2 separate regions of the Mus musculus genome follow, and region 2 is linked to region 1. A link is a contact called in public ChIA-PET data. All regions are on one chromosome and are shown on one strand. Each heading gives the region's core, a stretch centred on a gene start, on an enhancer-like site or on the middle of the called end of the contact. The rest is flanking DNA. Distances are from core to core; before and after follow the strand shown.

What was found. ChIA-PET counts read pairs in DNA pulled down with a chosen protein or histone mark.
Region 2: an RNA polymerase II ChIA-PET map of memory CD8 T cells shows a contact between it and region 1, with 7 read pairs. The contact joins two enhancer-like sites. A contact is called at or near these places in 1 of 484 Hi-C or Micro-C datasets (bone marrow-derived macrophages) and 3 of 115 datasets of contacts at active chromatin or transcription factors (bone marrow-derived macrophages, large pre-B cells and memory CD8 T cells).

Annotation. Positions count from the first base shown.
Region 1 is chr15:53,111,592-53,114,861 of GRCm38.p6, reverse strand. All of the region lies in intron 1 of Ext1 (exostosin glycosyltransferase 1), which reads left to right. Among named protein-coding and RNA genes, the nearest start is that of Gm41323, 180 kb to the right of the region's middle. Within about 2 kb of position 1,716, at least 126 of the 459 cell types and tissues checked have an H3K27ac peak or open chromatin away from gene starts, as enhancers often do. A contact at or near this core is called in memory CD8 T cells, where this site is marked.
Region 2 is chr15:53,722,859-53,726,128 of GRCm38.p6, reverse strand. The region is part of intron 2 of Samd12 (sterile alpha motif domain containing 12); the gene reads left to right. Among named protein-coding and RNA genes, the nearest start is that of Mir28c, 110 kb to the right of the region's middle. Within about 2 kb of position 1,793, at least 55 of the 459 cell types and tissues checked have an H3K27ac peak or open chromatin away from gene starts, as enhancers often do. A contact at or near this core is called in memory CD8 T cells, where this site is marked.

The DNA of each region.
Region 1 (3,270 bases), core at 467-2,966:
CATTTCACCTCTGCCCATGAAGTTGAGCTGTATGGTTGGTGGGATACTTCTGGGATCCTGTCATTCTTTCGCTTGAGTTCTTCAGTGACTCAGATTCACTCTCATGGAATAATGTCTGAGCTCCAGGAGGTAGCAAGCTTATCATCTCCTTAACCCCCTCCCCCTGCCCTGAGCTCTTTAACCATTCCTGACCCACTCCAAATTGGGTGTTTTCCCTCCCCATGGACCCTTTGATCCTGATGGACTACCATTAGCCTAGAAATGCCCATCTTCCAGTGTTTGTAGCTCTTGCTCCGTCATCAGTGCTTAGCAAAGAGTCCTGGAAATCTTCGAGATACACATCCCTGTTCTCATCTTCCTCACCAATGCCTTCTGTAGCCACCCATGCCTTATCTTCCCTGCCCCCCCCCCCCCGCTTCCATATGAACATCTGACAACTTCACAGTGTTTTCACTGGACCACGATCTTCTTAAGACGGACCTAACATGTGGATGGCACACACGCACTCACACACTCATCCAAGAACAGAGATGCACTAGTCTGTATTTCCTTTTCCTCATCACAGGGCACTCTGGAACTTCAGCCACCCCAAGTATTAGCTTTCTGATTTTTTTTCATAAGAGATGTGACTCAAATCTGGGTATAAACAGAGAAGAATCATTACTTAGAAGGGACGGGGCTGGCAGAAAAAGAGCAGCTGTGATGTTCACCCAGTTCATAAGTAAATACTCGAGACAAACTATCACCTCAGGCAGCCTGGAATTGTGTGAGTCTGAAGATTAGAGGCTCATTGCTGGCTTCTTGCCTGTCCACTGTGGCTAGCGAAAAAGCAGGATCATTTGGCCAACGTGCTTGTGAGAGAGGATCTGTGGGAACCCTGGGAAGACAGCAAGCCACAGCAGCGGCTTCCTTCCTTGTACAGCTTCTGATGAGGAGAAAGCTTTTAAACTACACACTGCTGCTGTGTGGGGAGCTGCGGCTTCTGCTTTCATTTTCTTTTAACGGGTCTGCTCCTCGTTTGTCTCTTGGCTGTCTTTGCAAAACTGTTTTTTTGTTTTTTTCATTGTTGGTAGTTTTTAAAAAATGTTTATTCCATTCCTTCTGATATAATTTGCCATAATAACCTGCAATTGCATACTACTTTCCTGATTATACTGCATGTACATAATTTCATTTGAGCTTCACAGCTTTGAGACTGACAGAAGCTAAGAGATGTGCATGGGGGTCTCGCAGGAGAGCCACACTCCAGATTCTTCAGCCCAGGTCTCCTCATTGACAGCTGCCTGTGTTTCTGATAATCTGCTGGCTCCCTTCAGCTGAAGTGATTACAGCTATCTTTTGCAGAAATGCTCATAAGGTGCTGTACTTTAATTAAAATGTATCGTTTGGAAGCCGGGCGTGGTGGTGCACACCTTTAATCCCAGTACTCGGGAGACAGAGGCAGGCGGATTTCTGAGTTCAAGGCCAGCCTGGTCTACAAAGTGAGTTCCAGGACAGCCAGGGCTACACAGAGAAACCCTGTCTAGGGAGAAAAGAAATTAAAAAGAAAAAGAAAAGAATGTATCATTTGGTCAGGTCAGTAGAAGGATCAACCCCTTTGGATGAACCAGGAAACTAAGCCCAGACAAATTAGTATTTCCCAAGATTGCCCAGTTTGTGGATGGTAAGCATAGACTGTGAACCCAGGTTTGGCTGCTTGACCACTGAGCTCTTGTTTACTAAGTTTTTAGCTACCAGTTCCCTGCTGCACAAAATGTACTGGGCATTACAATGGACTCACATAGAATCCAAGGCTCTTTCCCAAGAGTTCTGGATTCAGCAGGCCTGGGTGATCCTGAGATCTGTGCAGTTCCCTGGTACCACAGGTGATACAAGTGGCAGGGACAACACTTGGTGGAATGGTATGAACCACTCTGTCTCCCTTGCCTAGTCACACTGACTCACTATTAGTGAGTCATCTTATGTGGTGAGGGAAGACTTCAAATAACATTCCATAGCATATCTGAAATGGGGTTATATTCTGTACCTTATTCAGTACAACTCTAGGAAGAAAACTATTATACCTATTGCATGGTACTGGCTTCCAGGTTAAAGTCAGGGTCATGTCGTTTTTATTGCACATTTTCTGTGGAGCCACTTAGAAAGGCTCTTCTATCTCCTGCATCATTACCTCTGGAGTGTGGACTGTAATGCCACAAAGGGGAGACAACTGGTTTACCAGCTGAAGCTGCAAATTCTCTGAAAGCAGTTGATACCTCTCCTGTCTCACTGTGTGTGTGTGTGTGTGTGTGTGTGTGTGTGTGTTTTAAGTTGTATGTGATTATAGCATGTCTTACATCTCCTGACTTAATAAGATGAACTGGTCTACTTTAGAAGATTGTCTCCCCACTTGACCTATAAAGTCTGTCTCCCCCACCTCTAACCAATGGTAGCGACTACTCCGTTCTCCGGCCCCGTCGTTATATGCTGTCACAAGTGTTATGAAAATGGAGCAATGTAGTGTGTACCCTTTAGAGGGTGGCTTTGGACTCGGCATTAGCATCCTCGAGGTCCTTGTGTACTTAAGTAGTTTGATCCGTGTTCTTTTACTTCATTATGTTTTATTCATCTGAGAAGTGATCTAGGCTATGTGTATACCACAATCTTGCCTCATTCATACTTGGAAGGGTATCCAGTGTATACATTTGTGGACAGTTCTCCTATGTAAAAATGCCTTCATTTCTCTGGGATAAATGCCTAAGTACAGTGCTGGGTCATATGAAAAGTCCATTTTTAGTTTGAGAAGGAACTGCCAGATTGTCCCCAAAACAGCCTTACCATTTTCCTCTCATTGTAGCCCCCAAGGAAGAGCTCTTGTTTTTCTTGTTTTCCATGTTTCTATCTGTGCTTGTTCTCATGTGTCCTCTTAGATCATACACTGTCCTGCAGGGAGCAAGTGGCACCTCCTTGTGTTTTGGGTTGATTTCCGTTCCTTCAATGACTAACGATACTCAGTATCTTCCTGTGTTCTTCTTGGTGCTTTATTCATTTTCTTTGGGAAAAATATCAGTTCAAATTGTTAGCCCATGTTTACATTGGATTCTCTTATTGTTGTATCAGAAGTGTTTTTTCCATAGTCTAGACCAGTGTTTCTCAACCTGTGGGCCTCAAACCCTTCGGAGGTCACATATAATATACTTGCATTATAATTTACAACAGTAGCAAAATTACAGTTATGAAGTAGCAATGAAATAACTTTATGTTTAGGGTCACCACAACATAAGGAACTAT
Region 2 (3,270 bases), core at 544-3,043, 610 kb before region 1:
TTTTTGTTTTGTTTTGTTTTTAAGTTAATTAGTTTAAGTGTTTGTGAACTATCACATTTCTTTTTCATATTTAGAGACTGTTTTCTGAATAAATGAGCATTTAAAGTCTCTAAAGCAGGCATTGACAGTTTATTATATATAAATGTGTGTTTCCTTCTCCCCCTCTCTTCTTTCTTTTTTCTGCAATCTTGAGTATGATCACACAAGAGCAGTCAGCTAAAGAGGACAGGAGTTAAAGTAAAGTTATATGTTGGTTTGAATAAGAATGGCCCCCTATAGACTTAGGTTTTTGAATCCTTGGTCATCTGTTTGTTGATAGAGAAGATCATTGGGAAAGATTTGGAGCTGTGTCCTTGTTTGAGGAAGTGTATCACTAGAAACGGTTTTGATATTCCAGAAGCCCACACTATTCCCAGTGTGCTCTCTGTATCCCATGGTCATGTTACAAGATGTAAGTGACTGATCCAAGGCTGTGATGCCTGCTTCCTGCCATGCTTTCTATCACGATGGTCACAAACTCACCCTTTGGAACTATAAACCCAAAATAAGCTCTCTCTCTCTCTCTCTCTCTCTCTCTCTCTCTCTCTCTCTCTCTCTCTCTCCCCTCTGCCTTGCTTTTGGTGTCTTATCACAGAAATAGAGAAGTAGTAAGTAATACAGAACACTACAGGAAAGTCAAAGAAGGAAGCTCCTACAGTTTCCAAACTGATTTAGAATGATGCTGATATCCTATCTACACTTTCTGGTAGTTGTCTTGTGAGTCTCACTTTGTCTTAGGAATGGTTAGGAAAGAACTAAGGTCTACGATCTTTCACAGTCAACAATTAAGCCTCATACAAACTCATCCAGTAGAGACTTCACACAGTAATTACATCTTAGTAGTAACAGTGTTCTCTTATAAATCAAAAGCAAGTAAATTAAGAGAGCATTTGTATTGCACAAAAAGATAAGGGTAGCTAAATTAAAAAATGAAATCTGCCTGTAAAGGCACTTTCTAATATGTTCCTTCAATACTAAGTTTATTTAAACCAGTTAATTGTTTAACTGCTTAGGAGAAAAGCTTCATCTTTAGCTTGGCAAGCTTGAAATTTACTACATAAACTGAAATAGAGGGTGGGGCTGAGTTCCTACTATTCAAATACACTGTTGCATATCTCGGTAATCAATGGTGATAAAAAGTCAAGACCCTATTTATTGGCTGATCTGTAGCCAAAGTTGCATTGTGAAATTGTTATTAGTCTACTCCATATTAGCTTGTCAAAGTGTAGCATTAAGGAGTCATAATGACAACAATCCCCAGTTTGCTCTAGTTTTTAGATTTGCTCTGTCTCCCCTTCTCTTCTGTAGCACAAGATGGTCCTTAGTCATATCTCCATCCCAACAGCAATCAGGTTTTGAGAGTAAATACCATAAGCTGATGCCCTTAAATAGCTGACCCTTTAATTCTCTGTGTGAATTGGAACAGCAGACTGAATCTATCCCCATACATGAGATTAGGGCATTGCCCTCTGCAGAAGGTAGGAGTGGGACCTGCATGGGTGTCTCATTCTTGTCCTGCCCTCTATCCCTTTGCCTTCCTGTGTTCACACTCTGTTAGGCTAAACACACATTATAAATTACTATAAAACATAGCTGAAATGATTGTATTGAAATCAAATAAGAATCCTTTGCAAAAAAAAATAATCATTTGCAAACAATCTTTCTCTTGAGGATATGAGTCTTGCATAGAGTCTTCCTGTAAAAGAGAAAGTAAAAGTGTCTGAAACACATTTTCATTTTGTCGATATAAAGAGCAGAACTAGTTTAGACAGGAAATGTCTGGGATCCTGCTTCGTATCACAATGCACAGAGGTTAAGATAATAAACTGCCTCAGGCCTTTTTCAGGGCAGCAAAACAAACCAAAATTGTCTCTGGGGTTGTAAACCAAGGACTGATGTGGTAGAGCTGAACATACAGAAGAAGCACTGGGGTAAATGTTTTTTTAATGGTTGCCTTTGGGCAGAACTTTTTTTCTATTAGTTTACTGTTCCTAGAAAATAGGAAATTCTTTTTTTTTTTTCCATTTTTTATTAGGTATTTAGCTCATTTACATTTCCAATGCTATACCAAAAGTCCCCCTTACCCACCCACCCCCACTCTCAGCTCTTTGGACTACTATTACTTTGGTTTAGGCTCCTACTGTGAGGGGAAAAGAAGACATGGCAGCTATTTTAAAAATGAGGAAATGATCATGGATACAAAGAAGAGTGTGGACACAGGACGGCAAAGGGAAGGGGGATGGGGAAGGATGAACACCCATGCAGTTCTGTTCCTATTTGCTGCAGAGGGCAATATGCTAATCTCATGCATGGTAATAGATTAAGCTTGTTCCAATTCACACAGAGAAGTAAAGGTTCGGCTCTTCAAGGGCAACAGCTTAAGGTATTTACTCTCAAAACCTGATTGCTGTTGAAATAGAAGGAATGATGCTGCTGCAGGGAGATGTGACTGGGGACCGTCTTGGTGCTATAGAAAAGAGTTGGAGAGAGAGTAAATCTAAAAACTAGAGCAAAACGGAGATTGTTGTCATGATGACTCCTTAATGCTACATCTTGAAAAGCTAACGTGTAGCAGACTAATAACATAATAAAGGCATGGGTAAGTGTCGCTGATAAATAGGGTCATGACTTTGGATCACCACTGGTTAGAGAGAGATGACACTGTATTTTAGTAAGAGAAACTCAACCTCACCCTTCATTTAATTTGTTTATGTTTACATATCTTAAGCTCAGGTTTACTTATTTCAAGGCATACGTCACCAAATTCACAATTAATTGTAATAGAAGATAGTGTGAAGGAAAAATAAGGGGTCTCCTTGGGTATTAATTAGCTTTAGAACCACCGAGTTTCTGATAAAGAATATAGCTAAGATTATAGCCCAATGAAGGGCTGTTGAAGATCCATTCTGAGTTGACTTGACACATTTGGGTAAATTATCCTCTGAAGCTAGGCTGATGGGCTCGAGTCCTCTGTTCCTTAGGGAATAAGCAAGTTAAAGGATGACCTTTCAAGATAAGGAAGTTTAATGTATTGATGTATAAGCAACTTCGTCTCCTGCCTTCCCTGTCCTAATTTACAGTCTTCTCTGACTGGTTTATAGGAGTCTTCAAAAAATTTGATTAGCTGTACTTGAAAGAAACTTGCAGGAGTTTCAGGGTAATGATGTGTCAGCTATAAACTCATTCAGCTAATCTGAGGGGAAAGTTTTAGAGTAGGGGAGAGCCAGATAC